Linked DNA regions of Mus musculus: region 2 is linked to region 1. The links are chromatin contacts, called in public Micro-C maps. All regions are on one chromosome and are shown on one strand. The core of a region is the stretch at or near the end of the contact, and the rest is flanking DNA. Distances in the headings are between cores, read along the strand shown.

What was found. A called contact is a pair of places that touch in the nucleus more often than the background predicts.
Region 2: a Micro-C map of brown adipocytes shows a contact between it and region 1, with 1.8 times the contacts expected there. The contact joins the promoter of Mirc35hg here to the enhancer-like site in region 1. A contact is called at or near these places in 14 of 39 promoter capture datasets (the 3T3-L1 cell line, 3T3-L1-derived adipocytes, the C10 cell line and 9 more), 7 of 484 Hi-C or Micro-C datasets (the 3T3-L1 cell line, the CH12 cell line, brown adipocytes and 4 more), 8 of 115 datasets of contacts at active chromatin or transcription factors (the HPC-7 cell line, bone marrow-derived macrophages, embryonic stem cells and 2 more) and 4 of 9 other capture datasets (adipose tissue, embryonic stem cells, liver and 1 more).

The regions. Positions count from the first base shown.
Region 1 is chr6:30,106,075-30,109,031 of GRCm38.p6, reverse strand. All of the region lies in intron 6 of Nrf1 (nuclear respiratory factor 1), which reads right to left. Among named protein-coding and RNA genes, the nearest start is that of Mir182, 58 kb to the left of the region's middle. Within about 2 kb of position 1,386, at least 29 of the 459 cell types and tissues checked have an H3K27ac peak or open chromatin away from gene starts, as enhancers often do. A contact at or near this core is called in 3T3-L1-derived adipocytes, bone marrow-derived macrophages, brown adipocytes and 1 more, where this site is marked.
Region 2 is chr6:30,172,542-30,175,498 of GRCm38.p6, reverse strand. It overlaps Mirc35hg (microRNA cluster 35, host gene), which reads left to right and starts at 1,374. Exons shown (of 2, transcript NR_126540.1): 1 at 1,374-1,819.

The sequences.
Region 1 (2,957 bases), core at 137-2,636:
CAAGTGCTAGGATTAAAGGCATGTGCCATCATGTCCAGCTTACATCACATATTTTAAAAATTATGATTGATTTATTTTCTGTGGCCATGTGTGTTGGTTTTCACTTTCTACCATATGGGCCTGAGGTAGTGGGCTTCAGTTGTGGGAGGCTTGGAGGCAAGTGCCCCACGTGCTTGCTGCCCCTACACCATATCCCAATCTGCCTGATTTTTAAAAAAGGTGTGTGTGTGTGTGTGTATGAGAGACAGACAGACAGACAGACAGACACACATGGGGGGTGGGGAAGGGAGTGTTTCTGGGTATTTAAACTTAGGTCCTCATAATTGTGTGACAAGCCCTTTATACACCAAGGCATCTCCCCAGCCAGGTGGAGGCCACAGAGGAAGATGACTGTCTGTCTGTCCCTTCTGGTGACACTGCAGCTTAAACCTAGTGTCTGGTATGTGTTAGGCAAGCACTCTACCACCGAGCTATATATATCCCCATCCCCTCTAACTGATATTTGGTAAATCATGGCATAGCATGGCATGGCACATTCACACTCTGAAAACCCTCAGATAGTAAGAATGCCTGCTGGATATGGTAGCAAATATCTAAAATCCTAGCACTTGGAAGTCAGAGACGGGAGGATCAGGAGTTCAGCACCAGCCTGCCTGAGTTATAAGATAATGTAAGGAAGCCTGCTTTGCATGGAGAGGCATCTTGAAAAAAAAAAAAAAATATATATATATATATATATATATATATATATATATATATATATATATATATATATATATCAGTGGGTAACACAAAATCTGAGGGGTTAATACTACAGGTATTTGAGTTTCAGCCACAAAATTCAGATTTAGCTGGCCTCAAGTATGAACCATATACCTAGATTCTAAATTCCCCAGGTAAGTTAGTGTGAAGCCACCCGAAGACCACCAGACTTACACTTTAATCCAGCTCCCCCTTTCTCTCCTTTAAAGTCAACATAAAATCTACTACCTTAACACACAAAATTCGGGGACACTTACTGCACTCACTAAGTCGTTTGACATCACCACTATTTCCAGAATCATTTTATTGCAAACAGAAATTCTGTTAAAACCTTAACTCCCATTTGGACTCCCCCAGTCCCTGGTAACCTTTCCGCTACTTTTTATCAGTATGGTTTTACCCATTAGAGACTGCCCCATTTCCCTTTATTACACTTGGCATGTGTTTACTACTGTTAGTATAGGAAAAACCACAGCCATGATTTATCAAAACAAAACAAAACCCTTGAAAAACCCTGACAGCAGACGCAATGTTTTCTAAGGAAAATGAATCAAATGCTGTGACTAACCCTTCCTGACGAAGCATCTGCTGTGTGGACTATTTTAGAAGGCTTTCCTGAAACTAGTGAATTACTGCCCAGTTGCATCATTGCTCCAGGGACAAAGATGGCCCCAGTGAGAATACAGAGGAGGGCAGCAATTTCAAGGATGCAGGGAGAAAAACCACCCAAAAGAGAGGTAGAGTGAACCAGTTATCCTGGGCAGGCTTTTTAGAGATGATTCTGGAATTCCTTCCATAATAAGAGTCTTTACCATATCCTTTCAAATACAGCTCTTTCCAAAACGTACAACTTCTCCAGAATATGGAAGTCCTATCCTACTCAATTGTGGCAATGAGAACTAATTAGTTGGTTGGTTTGAAACTCACTATGGAGACCAGACTGTGCTCAAATGTAGAGATCCACCTGCCCTGCTCCTACCTCCCAAATGCTGTAGTAAAGGCTGTGAGGCTTCTCCTCCAAGGAGACTGTTTTTAATATGTGGAAAGTCTTCAGGAAAGAATGGTTTCTGGCTCCAGGTGCCCCTGAGAACTAGCAGCAGGGGTTGGCATCACTGAACTGTGCCCTGTGCCCCCAACTCCACATCTACCGATCATACTGGGCACCTGAGAAGCACACTTGATCCAGCATACCTAGAAAAACTTGCTAACACGACCTGCCAATTTTCTGAAAAACAAGGCATTCACAGTTGTATACACTTATAGTCTCTACTACCTGGGAAGTTGCGGCAGGAGAACTGCTTGAGCTCAAAAGTTCAAGACCTTCTGAGTATGGTGGCACACACCTTTAATTCTACCACCTGGGATGCAGAGGCAGGTTTGTGTGTTAACGCCAGCCTGATCACACAGTGAGTCTAGGATAACCTGAGCTACATAGTGAGTCTCAGTTTCAAGGGCAAAAAAAAAAAAAGTTCAAGTCAACTCTTGGCAACATAGACCCCAACTCACCCCCCCAAAATGGATTATTCTGCTAATCCTTATTTTAACCTTCTCAAATTTTTATGTAAGAGTGGTTTAAAAAGAGAATTCTTTTTTTCCTCATCTTCCCCCCCCCCGCCCCATGTGTGTGTGTGTGTGTGTGTGTGTGTGTGTGTGAGAGAGAGAGAGAGAGAGAGAGAGAGAGAGGAGTGAGATGCTTTTCATGACAAGGTCTCATACTGCCAGACTGTCCTCAAACTTGTTTTGCAGCTGAGGCTGGCCTTGAGCTTGAACTTCTGGCCCTCCTGCCTTCACTTCACCTCCTAAGCACCGAGGTTACAGATGTTCACCATTGCCCTTGGCCAAGAATTATACATTCAAAACAAAGCAAAAAGAAAAACCCAAAGAACAACAGCAAAGCCCTGACACAGCTCTGCTTCTGAATTCAGGGCAGTCAGCTCTGCATGGAGTTCAACTGCTCCGTTCTGTGATGCCCATCTACTTGCATGAGCCAATTTTCAGTGTTTAAAGAGAAAAGAAAGGGGAGCCAGGGAGATGACTTAGCAGTTAAGAATGCATACTGCTCTTGCAGAGTACTGCAGGGTAAAAGGTGTTGTCTTCTGGCTTCTACAGGCATATGCATATACATGTATACATACTCTCTCCCTCCCCCACAATTAAAAATAAAGCCAACTGCACCTGAGTGTGTTGGCACATGC
Region 2 (2,957 bases), core at 125-2,624, 66 kb before region 1:
TCCCATCCCCAACTGTGCTGGGAGAGGGACAAGCGGGTCCTGGCCTTCCTGCCTTGGGGTGGGTCTTGCCTCCGGAGCCATCTGTCTGTAACATCCATGGCTGAAGCAGGTCTTGCCCAGGAGCTGAGTATCTAGAAGGGTTCGTATCTGCAGCGTCATTCTCGGACCCTGGCAGACAGCAGGGGAGGGAGGAATCCAGGGGCTCGGTTCCCCTAATCCATTTACTTCGCTTGAGCTCAAGGTTTTCAGTCTCAGCGCAAGGGCCCTTTAGTTTGGTGGGAACATCAGCTAAGCCCCACCCCACCCCCACACCCGGTTTTAGAGGCTTCTAGGCGGTCAGACCTGCCCGGATTCATTGGGAGAACTAGGAGCTAAAAGGGAGGAAGGCGGATTAACGTTTTATTTTAATCTGGTTTTGAACTGTGGTTGCCGTCTGGGGCAGCCGGGCGCGGCAGGGAATGGGAGGGCGCTCAAAGCAGGGGAGGGGGATGTGCGCACTCTCTGGTCTCAGGATGCTGGGGAGAAGGAAGAGGCCACTTCAAACGAGACAGCTAGGGTGTACCTTAACTCTGCTCCTCCCCAGAGGCTCCGGGGTGGCATCCTAGCTAAGAAGGTTCCGAGGGATCTAATCCCCGTCCTCGTTCCAGATGGCCCCGCCCCCTCCCGGGGGAGCCACTGCGGCAGTGGAGGGGCAGGAAGGGAGATGGGAAGGGGTCTGGGGGTGGCTTCCCTTCCCCTCCCCCTTCCGGGACAGGCGGTCTTTGTTCCCTGCGGCGGCGGCGGCCAGACACCTGTGAGGCTTCAGGGCTAGGCAAAGGTGGGTTAGGACGAGTGGCGAGCCTCTGGTGCCCACTCCAACTCTCTACCTTCGGGCCAGGGTGCTCCCACCGAGGCAGAACAGACTGTGGCCAGTTCTCCGGCTGCAGAGTACCGTCTAGTGTGGTCCCACAGTACTCCTGGCCTCCAAACGCACTTCCCCTCCCCCAGCCCAGAGTCGGATTTCCAAGTTTGCTGTGCTACACACACCTTGGCTAGCAAGGGGTTCAGAGGGAGGTGGGATGGTAGGGCATCGGGGCACACCTCGGCCGGCGGCACCCCAGCCCAAGGTAGGAGGCTAGAACAGCGAGTGGGCAGCGGGACCCCTTAGGGGCCAAACCCAGCTGGGTTCGGCGAACAGGCGGGGCTCGCGACGTATCCGCAGTCCCGGTCGGGCGTGCCCTACGACGCGCACCAACCGGAGCAACATTCAAGGTGAATCATCTTCGGTCCGCCTCCCGTCCCTCCCCCGCCCCACAGCACCTGAGCCAATGGCGCGGCGCGGGGGGCGGGCGGGGCGCTGGGGGCGGTAAAACCCTCCCGGAGTCATTATCTCTGCACTCCGTCGAGCCCCCGGGTCTCGGCGCCGGAGCCTGCTAGCCTCCTTCCTTGAACACGATCGTCACACCTGGTGCACCCCTTTCGTCTGCCTCTGGGGCTCGGTGACCATTCAGCCCTACCCCGCCTGCTGCGTGGAAGAGGCTCCTCCTCAGGTGGCTCGGCCGGGGCCTTCCCCTGCAGACCTGTCACCCGACACCCAGGAAGCGCGCGGCCCCATCCCGGCTCCTCTTTGTTCCCCCGCTGGGCTCCGCGCTCCGGCGCCACCTCCTCCCGCCAAGGTCCTGGTGATTTGGGGCGCCGCTCTCGGCTCAACCTGGGCACGCCTCAAGTTCTGTCCATTGGGCCCGCTCCAAACGAGGGCCCTTTTTTTGCCTAGTTCCTCGGGTGTGGACTCGGAGCAGAGCTGGGAGGCGGCGGTGAGCCCAGCCCGGAGCCGGCGCAGGTGAGTGTGCGGGGCGGGGCCGGGCGGAGCCAGTGCTGGGCCAGGGAGAAGGTGGAGCGGGTGCCGGAGGGCCAACAGTTCTAGCACCCAGTTTTGTGGGCGGCCGGAGGGGCAAGCAGAGGCCACGTCGTGGCTGTGGCCTTCGGGGATGACGCGGCACTGTGAATTCCTGACTTCCTTGGCCTTTTGGCGGGGATGCCGGCGAGGTGCCAGGGGACGGGGCCCTCAGTACCATGTGCACCGCATCCAGTGCGGTTCCCGGGGCGGGAAGAAAGCGGGGGGCATTTTGAGCCTAGGTTGGGTTTGGCTCGGTGCCTGATGCTGCCCGCCCTAATGTCGCCTCCCGGAGGAATTCGGCTGGGGTCCCGGGAGTTTCGCCGCCCTGTTGGGCCTGGGAGGAAGTGCAAGGCCGGGAGGCTGGCCGCGACGCGGGCTGGGGAGCGTTCCTGCGTCGAGCTGGTTTCTCCAGCCCCTTCTCAGGGTTTCACTGCAGGTTGGTTATCGCTTCCGTGGCCCGGAGCCTGCCCCGCCCAGTCCCCTGGGAAAAGCTGGTCCAAGAACTCAGCTTGCCTTCCTTCTGTATCCTCCGGCCTGGAGCAAGCGGATACCAGTTCTGAGTCCGAACCAATTCGGTTAGCAAGGGCTGCTCCCAGGTCCCCAGAATCCTGCCCCCGGAACATGTCTCGGATGTTTTACTAGTCGGTGTATCCAATAGTTACCGGCAGTGGCGATGCAGCCCAGGCATCAGGGATCGCTCAGTTCTGCGGAGCCCTACAGGCTGAGCCCTTCCTTCATCCTTGGCACCCCTACACTAAGTAGAAAGATCTGCTAGCGCAAGGGATGCAATTCTGATTAGGAGATTAGGGACAGAGATGGGGGGCGGGTGCCCTATTGGGCGCCGTCTCTGTCAGAGATAGTTAGGACAGGGCCTTCTAGGTTTCCTGCTGGCTAACCTCCTGAGGACTAAGAGTCCAGTTTTCACACTGAGCCAGGTACCTGTGTTACACGTCCGCCCTGAGACTCCGTGCACAGTCAGTCTAGCCTGCATCACCCTCTGCCTAGACAAACCTTGGGCATCATGTTTCTAGATTTCTGTTCCGAGGTCAATCAAGCCTTCTAAGAAACCCAGTAAACCGAG